2 separate regions of the Sus scrofa genome follow, and region 2 is linked to region 1. Evidence: chromatin contacts called from public Hi-C data. All regions are on one chromosome and are shown on one strand. The core of a region is the stretch at or near the end of the contact, and the rest is flanking DNA. Distances in the headings are between cores, read along the strand shown. Region 1 holds the start of PDRG1 (p53 and DNA damage-regulated protein 1). Region 2 holds the start of TM9SF4 (transmembrane 9 superfamily member 4).

Region 1 (5,049 bases), core at 2,538-5,037:
AGTTCCTGTATCGGCTCAGCTGTAAGGAACCAGACTAGTATCCATGAGGACACAGGTTTGATCCCTGGCCTCGCTCAGTGGGTTAAGGATCTGGCATTGCCATGAGCTGTGGTGTAGGTTGCAGATGCGGCTCAGATCTGGCATTGCTGTGGCTGTGGTGCAGGCTGGCAGCTTCAGCTCTGATTTGACCCCTAGCCTGGGAGCCTCCATATGTCACAGGTGTTTCCCCCCTCCAACAAAAATAAAATAAAATAAAATAAAAAAGCAAAGAAAGTTTCGCTTCACGTTGAGTCCATGACTGAACACCTCTCATCTGCCAGGCACCATCCTAGAATCTGGAGACACAGCAGCAAACAAGACAGACAAGGTCCCTGCCCTGGGGAGCTCTCGACTGGCGAGGGAGATGATGAGGGTAAGAAGATGGTGTGTGCTAAGTGCAGAGATGGGGGTAGCCCAGGAAGCAATGGGGCCCAGAGGGAGGAGGTGACACCAAGCTGATAAGTGGGAGTACGGAGCAGTTACATAGGCACAAAGGTGGAGGAGAAAACAGATCCAGGTGGATGGAGGAGTGTGTGCAAAGGCCCTGAGAATCTCTCCCATGCTCAGTATTGCCCTTGTTACCCTCTGTCCAGCCACTGGCCACTGTACCTGGGTGACTGGAGCCACCTCCTTGTGGGTTTCCTGTGGGGAGGCAAAGAAGCTGGGGGAAGCAGCCACGGGCTCCTCCCTCGTCTTGGTTGAAGGTCACTCCCATGGGTGTTAACTCACCCTCATTCCCCACTCAACCTTCGTCTGTGAGCAGCAAGAAGCAGGAAGCCACCAGCCTGTGCTGTGGGGTCTGTAGGCCACCTCCGGGGAGGGCCTTGCCATGGCAGATGGGACACCTCTAGCCCCTTCTAGAGGCCCACAGGCTCACGCCTCCTTCTCCTTTTTACCTCACTTCCTACTTTCTCCCCCACACTCATTCTGTTCCATCTGCGCTGGCCTTGTTGTGCTTCCCATTGGCCAAAGGCAGGCTCGTCTCAGGGCCTTTGCCTTTGCTGTTCCCTCTAACTGGAATGCTTGTCCCCCCGATTTCCATGTGGCTCACACTCTCACTTCCTGCACATCTGTACAAATGCCACCTCTTCAAAGAAGCCCTCCTTGACCACCGTATCTCAAGTGGCCCCTTGTTTATTCACTCTCCACCTTGCCCTGCTCTGTGCTCCATGGCACTTATCACCCACTCCCTGACACATGATGTGTTTGCTTGTTCATGAGTTTATTGCCTGTCTGTGTCTCCATCAGAATTTTTTTTTTTTAAGGGCTGTACCCATGGCATATGGAAGTTCCCAGGCTAGGGGTCTCATCAGAGCTGCAGCTGCTGGCCTACACCACAGCCACAGCAATGCAGGATCCAAGCCACATCTTTGACCTATACCACAGCTCATGGCAATGCTGGATCCTTAACCCACGGAGCGGGGCCAGGGCTTGAACTTGAGTCTTCATGGATACTAGTTGGGTTTGTTACTGCTGAGCCACGACAGGAACTCCTCCCACCGGCCTTCTGAGAGCAAGGACCATGCCTGTTTTGCTCACAGTGGAATCCCTATAACAGGACCAGGGCAGTCAATAAATATCTGTGAAACAGATGGTGTGAAACCTAAGTGGTTCTGAAACAGGAGTCCTTCCAGGTCTGACTGGCTCAAAGTCTTAGATATGACCTCCTCCCCAACACTGCCAGCAGGCAGGGGTGCCCTCTAAGGGCCAGTCACAGCCAAGAAGCTGCCAATTTGGGTGCCTCCCTCCACCCTGCCCCATCCATGCCCATCTGGCAGGGGTCAGGGGTCAGTCTGGGCCCCAAGATGGAGGAGACTCAGTCCTGGGTTCCAGGCCCAAGGGATGACTGGTGGGCTCCGTTTCTCCTGTGGCTAATACTCCACCTTCCTTCACAGGGCCTGTGTCTGCATTTCTGAACCAGAAGGTGTTTATACAAAACATCCTGGCTTTGGTGACAAATTCACCCTCAATGAGGAATCCTTAATGAGTCTCCTTCTTTCCCCATGCCAGGTGGCTGCAGGGAAAAATAGCTCTGCCTCTGGCAGTCAAAGGAAGCCAAAGGCCAGGCAAAGATTGGGTGCTCCTGGGACTTCCAGGGCCACAGTTTGGGGAAGAGCCTTTTTTTCAGGGTCTAGAGACAGCAGTGGTCTAGAAGCCAGTGCACTCCTGGACCCATGCTGGCTCCTGACTTGCTGTGGACAAGGCATCACCCTTCTCCTGGCCTCCGTCAGCAGCTGTGAAATGGGACAGTAATAACTTGTCTATACAAAGGTCATTGTGAAATTCAAATAAGGCAAAGGTTATGAAAGGGCTTGGTTACAGTGGCCAAAAGGAGAGAAATAAAAGCTGGACTCAGGGAGAAAGGAGGTCAGAATTATAGTATCAGGTCTGCTGTTGACCTTTTAAAGTCCTCGCCGCTCTCCGATCCTTGATTTTTCCAGCCATGCAGTGAGGGGTTTGGGCATGAAGATTTCTAGGGAACCCTCTGGTTCTGAAGGGTAGCCACTTTCCACCTGCCCCCCTCTTCTTGGAGGTCCTCCCAGATCCCACGGCCCACACGGGTTCACTTTCCAGCACTTACACAACTTCTTTTCTGAGCTGGCACTTAATCGCTCACGGCCCATGGTTTTCTAACCCCTTCCTTGGGTGTAGGTCAGCTATTGCAGACACTGGGCCCAATACAAGGGCTCAGTGAATGTGGGAATCAAACTCAATTTAAAAAGATTCCTGAAGTTCCCATTGTGGCTTAGCAGAAACGAATCTGACTAGTATTCATGAGGATGCAGGTTCGACCCCTGGCCTCACTCAGTGGGTTAAGGATCTGGCATTGCCATGAGGCTGTGGTATAGGTCGCAGACATCGGCTCGGATCTGGTGTTGCTGTGGCTCTGGTGTAGGCCAGCTGGTACAGCTCTGGATTTGACCCCAAGCCTGGGAACCTCTATATGCTGTGGCTGCAGCCCTAAAAAGACCCCCTCAAAAAATTTAAATTAAATTTTAAAAAGTAAAAAGATTCCTGCCTCCTTCTAGTCCTGAAGAAAGACAATAAGGGGGATTTTTATTCACTCCATTTTATAAATTGGAAAGTGAAGATGTCACACTGTCAGAGTTCCTTGATGGCACAGTGGGTTAAGGATCTGGCGTTGTCACTGCTTTGTCTTGTGTCACAGCTATGGTGTGGGTTTGAGCCCAAGCCTGGGTGACTTCTGCATGCCGTGAGTTCCGCCAAACCCCCCGCCCCAAACCACAATGTCACATGGGCCTCTTCCGTATTCCTCAAGCAGAGGAAGAATTATTTGATTTCTCTGAAGCCTTATCACTGCCTGCCATATTATATAATTATTTGTTTTGTCATTAATTGTCCATGTTTCCCACTAGGATGAAGCTTCATGAGGGCAGGGCCTTTGTTTTGCTCACAGTTGCCTCCTCAGTACCTATAACTCCTTGGCACAGAGTAGATGCTCAAGAATTATACGAAGGGAGGGAGTGGTTAGGAGGCATCATAGCGTATACAGCAGAAACTGGCACAACACTGTAAGTCAACTATAATCTAAAAAAAATTTTTTAATGAAGTAAAAAAAAAAAAAGAGCAGCAGCATAGCCGACTATGTTCCCTTGGCCTGCAGGGGGCGCTCTAACCCTGCCTCCAAAGCTAGACCCCGCCTCTCGCGTTCCGCTAACGCGCTTTCGTTGGAGCCTGCGCGCCACCGTTCTTCTTTCAATTGCGCGTGCGCGCCGGAAGCCCCGTCAGAGCTGCGCGTGCGCAGGCAAAGCAAGAAGCGAGCTGTGGCGGAGCTTGTTAGAGTCGCGGCAGAGCAGAGTCGGGGCTGGAGCGCACTATGCTGTCACCCGAAGCGGAGCGGGTGCTGCGGTACCTGGTGGAGGTGGAGGAGCTCGCCGAAGAGGTTCTGGCGGACAAACGGCAGGTAGGAGGCTGATCCGCGAGGCTGGGACCCGGGTTCGGAGGTTGGGGCCTGGTGGCGAGCGCCTAGTGAAGCGCAAGGTGCGGAATCGCTCCAGCTCAGGCTCTCCAGGAGGTGACCTAGGCTTTTAGGCCAATGGCCGTGACGACAGGCTGGGCGGCTGTGAGATTATGTGGGTTAAATGAAGCGCCGCGCTTCATTCTGCATGTATTACACGGGGGCCTCTCTGTGCCAGGCATTCCGTCTCTTCCATCCTTTCTCTGCTCCCTTGCCCTACCTTCCCGATCCCGATCTACTCACCCCTTTGGGCATTTGATTGATCTGAACCCCTCTTTCAAAATGCGGTTCCTGGGCTCCCTCCCTGAGCTGGGCTGCACCGCCCCAGTTCACACTCTGAGTGGAGAAGAGAAACAGAAAAGAGGCCTGAGTGGTCTTGGGATCACGCAGGGATGGGGATGTGGGAGGAGTGTGGGGCCCTGGCCTTGGAAGGCCATGCAAACCTGCACTGGGAGTCTGGGTTTGGTACTAATAAAGATGCAGAGGCTTTGAAAAGAGTTCATGGGGAGAAGGAGAGTGATGTAATGGATTTAGGGTTTGAAAGATCCCTTTGGCTGCTCTGTAGAGAAGAGAATATGAGGGGCCAGGCACTCTGTAGAGAAGAGAATATGAGGGGCCATTGCCATGGGTGGGGTGAGGGATGGCTTTGAGCCAAGGTGGTGGTGTTGGGTCAGAAATATATTTTGGAGATGGACTTAGGCTTCCATGATCGTTAGGTATAGGGGTGAGGGAGTGGGAGAAATCAAGAAAGATTCATGACTCTTCATCTCCAGTTAGAAAGATTGAATGGTTGCTCCCTCAGGTAGTGAGAATGGGAAGACTTGGGGAAGAGCCTGTCAAACACTGCCTCAAGGTATGCTGGATGGTAAATAGCAGTTTAAAGTTTATTGGGTCCTTACTGTGGGTCAAGTACTGTGCTGACCTACTTAGTTCCTGGATTCATAACCGATGAGGTGTGTACTGTTCCTATCTCCATTTTTCAGAGAAGTGAAATAACACAGCTTAGAGTGGGCAGCATGAATCAAACCTGA
Region 2 (4,893 bases), core at 1,404-3,903, 150 kb before region 1:
GTTTTTTTTTTCCTTTTTCTTTTTAGGGCTGCACCAATGGCATATGTAAGTTTCCAGGCTAGGGGCTGAATCGGAGCTGTAACTGCCAGTCTACACCACAGCCACAGCCACACCAGATCCTTAATCCACTGAGCAAGGCCAGGGATGGAACCCGTGCCCTCACGGTTACTAGTCAGATTGGTGTTTCAACTGTGCCACAACGGGAACTCCCCCCTTCCCCCCTTGGTCCTTGACACTTGCCATCTCCTTTGCCTGGAACACTCTTTGCAATGCTGGTTTCTTGTCAATCAGCTCTCAACTCATGTCACTTTCTCTGAGAAGAGAACTCTAACCACTTAATCCAAAGCAGTTGCATCACCTTGTCACCCCCAATCACCATCACTTCACTTTGCTGTCTTCATAGCACTTACCACTATCTGACATTACCTTGCTGGTTTATTTGTTTAGTTACTCACTGACTGTCTGCAGACTAGAAAAGCTCAAGGGTAGGGACCTTGACCCTCTAATTTACCAGTACATCCCTAGGTCTTGGCACAGAGCAGGCACTCAAATATTTGTTGATTAAATAAACGAGTACCAGAAATACGTATCGCTAACTTATTACCTCTTAAAAACTTTTGAACAGGGCAAGAATTTCCCAGTGCAATGCTGTAAATGTCACTTTATTGAACTTTTTCCCTATGGCAAAAGAGGGTGTGACTTTCCTGTTAAGTTCTTACACCATCCTTGTCCAGAATGTGGTCCAGGAAAAAAAATGGGTTTCAACATGCCACTTTTGGGGTCTTTCCCCACTGTGATAACAGACTGAAGTCTAAAACCACAGCAAGGCTATTAAGTCTTCTGGCTGACCCCTGAGGTTCTAAATAATGAATCCCTCATTAAATAAAAAAAAGATAATTTATCAGTTGGTTAGCTGGAGGGGAACTTGTTATCAGCTGATAACCTACACCTGTTTGGAGAAAATCAAACCAAAGAATTAAAAAAGAATTTTCCTTTGCTAAAGTCAAATGTCCTTTGCAAGCACTCACAGGATGAAATTACCTGCTGAGGAAGCAACATACAGGCACACCTAGAAAACTAGTTTGGACTAAGTGACTTCAGTTTTGGTTCTGGTTTCTTTCCTTCTTTTTTTTTTTTTTTTTTTTTTTGCTTTTTTAGGGCCACACTTGCGGCATATGGAAGTTCCCAGGCTAGGGGTCAAATCGGAGCTGCAGCTACCGGCCTACACCACAGCAACTCAGGAGCTGAGCCAAGTCTGCGACCGGATCCCTGACCCACTGAGCAAGGCCAGGGATCGAACCCGCATCCTGATGGATACTAGTCAGATTCGTTTCCACTGTGCCATAATGGGAACTCCCTAGTTCTGGTTTCTTGACAAACAGAACATCAGCCGAGTTTCTGTAAGGAGACTGGGCTAGTCCTTCATAGATCTACTTCCAGCGTTCTGCACCAGGAGCCAGCAAGTCCTGACCCACTTTCCTTGTACAGCTTGTCCATACACCCTTATCCTCACACAGGCTTCATCCTAATGAGCTGTGTGGCCCTGTAGGAGCATAGGTAGGTGATGGAGCCACGCGGGGCTGGTATAGTGCTTTTCAAAACAAAATTACAGACCATCATAATCACTGGAGTCTTATAAAAGTGCAGATTCCTGGGCATCACCTAGCCTTACGAATTAGAATCTTTGGAAACTGCATTTTTAACAAGTCTCCCCCATCACCCCTCCCCCCCCCGCCGCCCAGTCTTACGCACAGTAAAGTTGAGAACCAGTGGGATAAAAGCTCCCCAGGAGAGAGGCAGGGAGTTGAGAAAAGGCAGGATAAATGATTAGGGATGGATGTGGGGATGGAGAATGCATGGGGGGCGGGTAAAAGCATGCTTCGGGGCACTGGCAGGCGTTACAGGTGCGCGGTGGGAACAGTCGAGGGTAGTAGTGAGGACATGGCTTGGGCTGGGAGGCTGGACAGAAGTGAGGTCGCATCCGCGTACTAGTCAGGATAGTGGAGAGGCGGAGTGGCGGAGAGAGCGGGGTTTGGACGTGAGAAGGAGCGAAGGTGGAAATAATGGGGGGCTCTTCAGAAGGGACAGGGCTGGGATGTGAAAATTGGAAAGTGGAGGTCATAATGGAAGGGACCAAAGTCAGAATAAGAACTGGCGGAGGGTGCAGCCAAGACCTTTCCTCCGACCCTGTGCCTCCCCCAAAACTTCGGGCCTTGACAGGCCTGAGTGCAGGGCAAAGGCCGGGGCAAGGGGCGGAGTTTATGGATAAACGAGTCCAATCAGGAATGTCTCTCAGGCCTGAGCTAGGGGTCGTGGAGATGGATCAGACCAGGAATAGGACACCAGAGGGTCCTGGGATCCCCGGAGGGCCCCGCTCCTTCTCCGGCTCCCAGAGTCTCCTTCACTCACCATCCCCGCCGCCATCTTGGATCCACGTGTCGCCGTAATGACGTCAGCGGAAGTGGTGTTTCCTTGGTTACGGAGTTGAACTCCTTGAGGTGCTGCCTGGCTTCAGTCGCTCCTGTGGTCACGGTGAGTGGAGGCACGAAGGAGGCTTAGTTCCTGATCGGTAGCCTGGTCTGGGCAATCAGGTCGCTGATTAGGTGAAAAGAGAGGATGGTGTAACTATGGGGACCATATTAACTTCTGGCAGAACCTGCTCCTCCCCCTCCTGCCACTGCATTGTGGGTAATGGCGGTGTGCGTAAACGCGCTTGTTCTGTGGGCTCCATCTTTACTATTGGCAGGGAGACCCTTTGCCAGGGTTACCTGAGGTTCCCCACTGGGTCGGTACCAGGGCTCTATTAACCGAATAATTTGTAATTATGTTTTTAATTATTTGCTTGAATATTCTATATCCTCTCCAATAGATTATAATCCCTCTGTGGGTAAGATGCTGTCTTTAACCTCACTGCCTCATTCGTATCTGTGAAATGGAGAGGGGATTATTATAATACCTTCATTATAGACTTACGGTAAGGATCCAGTGACATAATGTTATGTAGTATTATTCAATAACTAATTGTCATTATACCGTTTTTTTTGTTTGTTTGTTTTTGTTTGTTTTTTTTTTTGGCCGCACCCACTGCCTATGGAAGTTCCTGGGGCTAGGGATCAAACACACTTGATAGCAGCAATCTGAGCCACAATGATAAAGCCGAATCCTTAACCTGCTGAGACACCAGGGAACTCCTCATTATACTCTTATGTATACTCCTTTGAGCATATGGTGGATGCCAATGAATGAAGGAAAAACAGCATAGTTAGTGAAGGAAGACTATATATAATACACACACACACACACACACACACACACACATACTTTTTTTTTTCTTTTTTTTTTTGGCTGCTCTGCAGCATATGAAGTTCCTCTGCTAGGGGTCAGCTCTGAGCTGCCAGATTCTTTAACCCACTGTGCCAGGCCAGGGATCAAACCTGCCTCCTGACACTGCAGACTCTGATGATTCAGTTGTGCCACAGCAGGAATTCCAGGGGAAGACATTTTTGAATGTGGATTTCACCATGTGCTAGCTACCTAAGCGTATGACTCAAGGCAGGTCACTCAACCTTCCTAAGCCTCAGTTTCCAGTATCTGGAAAAGGGAACCCAAAGAGTTGTGGTGTTATCATTGGTCCATGTATCACTGTGAAGTGGATATAGTACCTGTGCTATCTGTAACTGTTAGGGGAAGTTGTTAAAATAATAATGGTTAATAATAATCACTTACTGAACATTTGCTGTGTGCTACAGTGTTTGGCATTATGCAAAAACTATTCGTAAGACTCTAGTCTAATCCTACCTTTTGGTAGGGGGTCAATTGAACTTTGATTCCCCACCTATGAGCATGACTGTGGTGGATTGTGGGCAAAGACGGCTGCCAATAAGCCCTCTCATCTTTGCATGAGGATGCTGTTTCTCCCATCAAGGAGTAAGCTATTTCTCCTCCTTTTGAATCTGGCTGGTCTTATCACTTGCTTTAACCCATAGAATGTTGTATAAATGACCCTGCCAATTCTGAGTCTAAGCCTGAAGAGACTTGGCAGCTTTTGCTTCTATTATCTTGGGTCTAAAGATGTCTGGCTACCCAGCTGGAGAGCCACATGGAGGAGGGAGGCCCAGCTAACTCCTCAAGATACTCTAGATTCCAGCTGAGCACTAGAATGTAAATGAAATCATCACAGACATTCTAACCCTAGCTGAACTGCCAGCCGAATGCAGCCATATGCATAATCTTATCTGATGCCACATGGAGCAAAAAACCTGCCCAGCTGAGCCTAGTTGTTTTAGATTTTGGAGTAGTTTCTCATGCAGCAATAAATAATTGAAACACATATGTAATAACTCCTGTGACCCACACAACCACCCTGAAGAGTAGCAGAACAGATAAATCCTCAAGGGGAGGAAGCTTGAAAGACTAGGGGAGGGATTTGTCTGAAGTGTCACAGCTACTAAGCCATAGGCTCCAAACTTGGAACCACTTCTGGAGCTTGAATCCTAGGTGTTTGCCATTATTTCTGGATGCCTTAAGGGAGATGATTGATAAGGAACAAAACCCCCCAAAAATGGCTCATTATTCCTCAGTATTTCTTTTTACTCTCCTTATACTTTCTGTTTTTCCCAAAGGCTTTCAGATCCCAGTCTCCTTTGGTAACATACATAAATATATCAGAATCCTGGAGTTAGGAGTTCAGTGGGTTATGAACCCGACTAGTATCCATGAGGATGCGGATTCCATCTCTGGCCTCAGTGGGTTAAGGATCTGGTGTTGCCATGAGCTGTGGTGTAGTTTGCAGACAGACTCAGCTTGCAGACAGACTCAGCTTGGATCTGGTGTTGCTTTGGTTGTGGCATAGGCCAGTTTCCATTTGACCCCTAGCCTGGGAACTTACAGGTG

What was found. A called contact is a pair of places that touch in the nucleus more often than the background predicts.
Region 2: a contact with region 1 is called in a Hi-C map of liver, with 3 times the contacts expected there. The contact joins the promoter of TM9SF4 here to the promoter of PDRG1 in region 1. A contact is called at or near these places in 1 of 47 Hi-C or Micro-C datasets (liver) and 1 of 2 datasets of contacts at active chromatin or transcription factors (alveolar macrophages).

What each region holds. Positions count from the first base shown.
Region 1 is chr17:35,614,805-35,619,853 of Sscrofa11.1, reverse strand. PDRG1 (p53 and DNA damage-regulated protein 1) reads left to right here and starts at 3,787. Exons shown (of 5, transcript XM_003483933.4): 1 at 3,787-3,964. The coding sequence starts at 3,878.
Region 2 is chr17:35,762,863-35,767,755 of Sscrofa11.1, reverse strand. It overlaps TM9SF4 (transmembrane 9 superfamily member 4), which reads right to left and starts at 2,653. Exons shown (of 18, transcript XM_005672825.3): 1 at 2,410-2,653. The coding sequence starts at 2,424.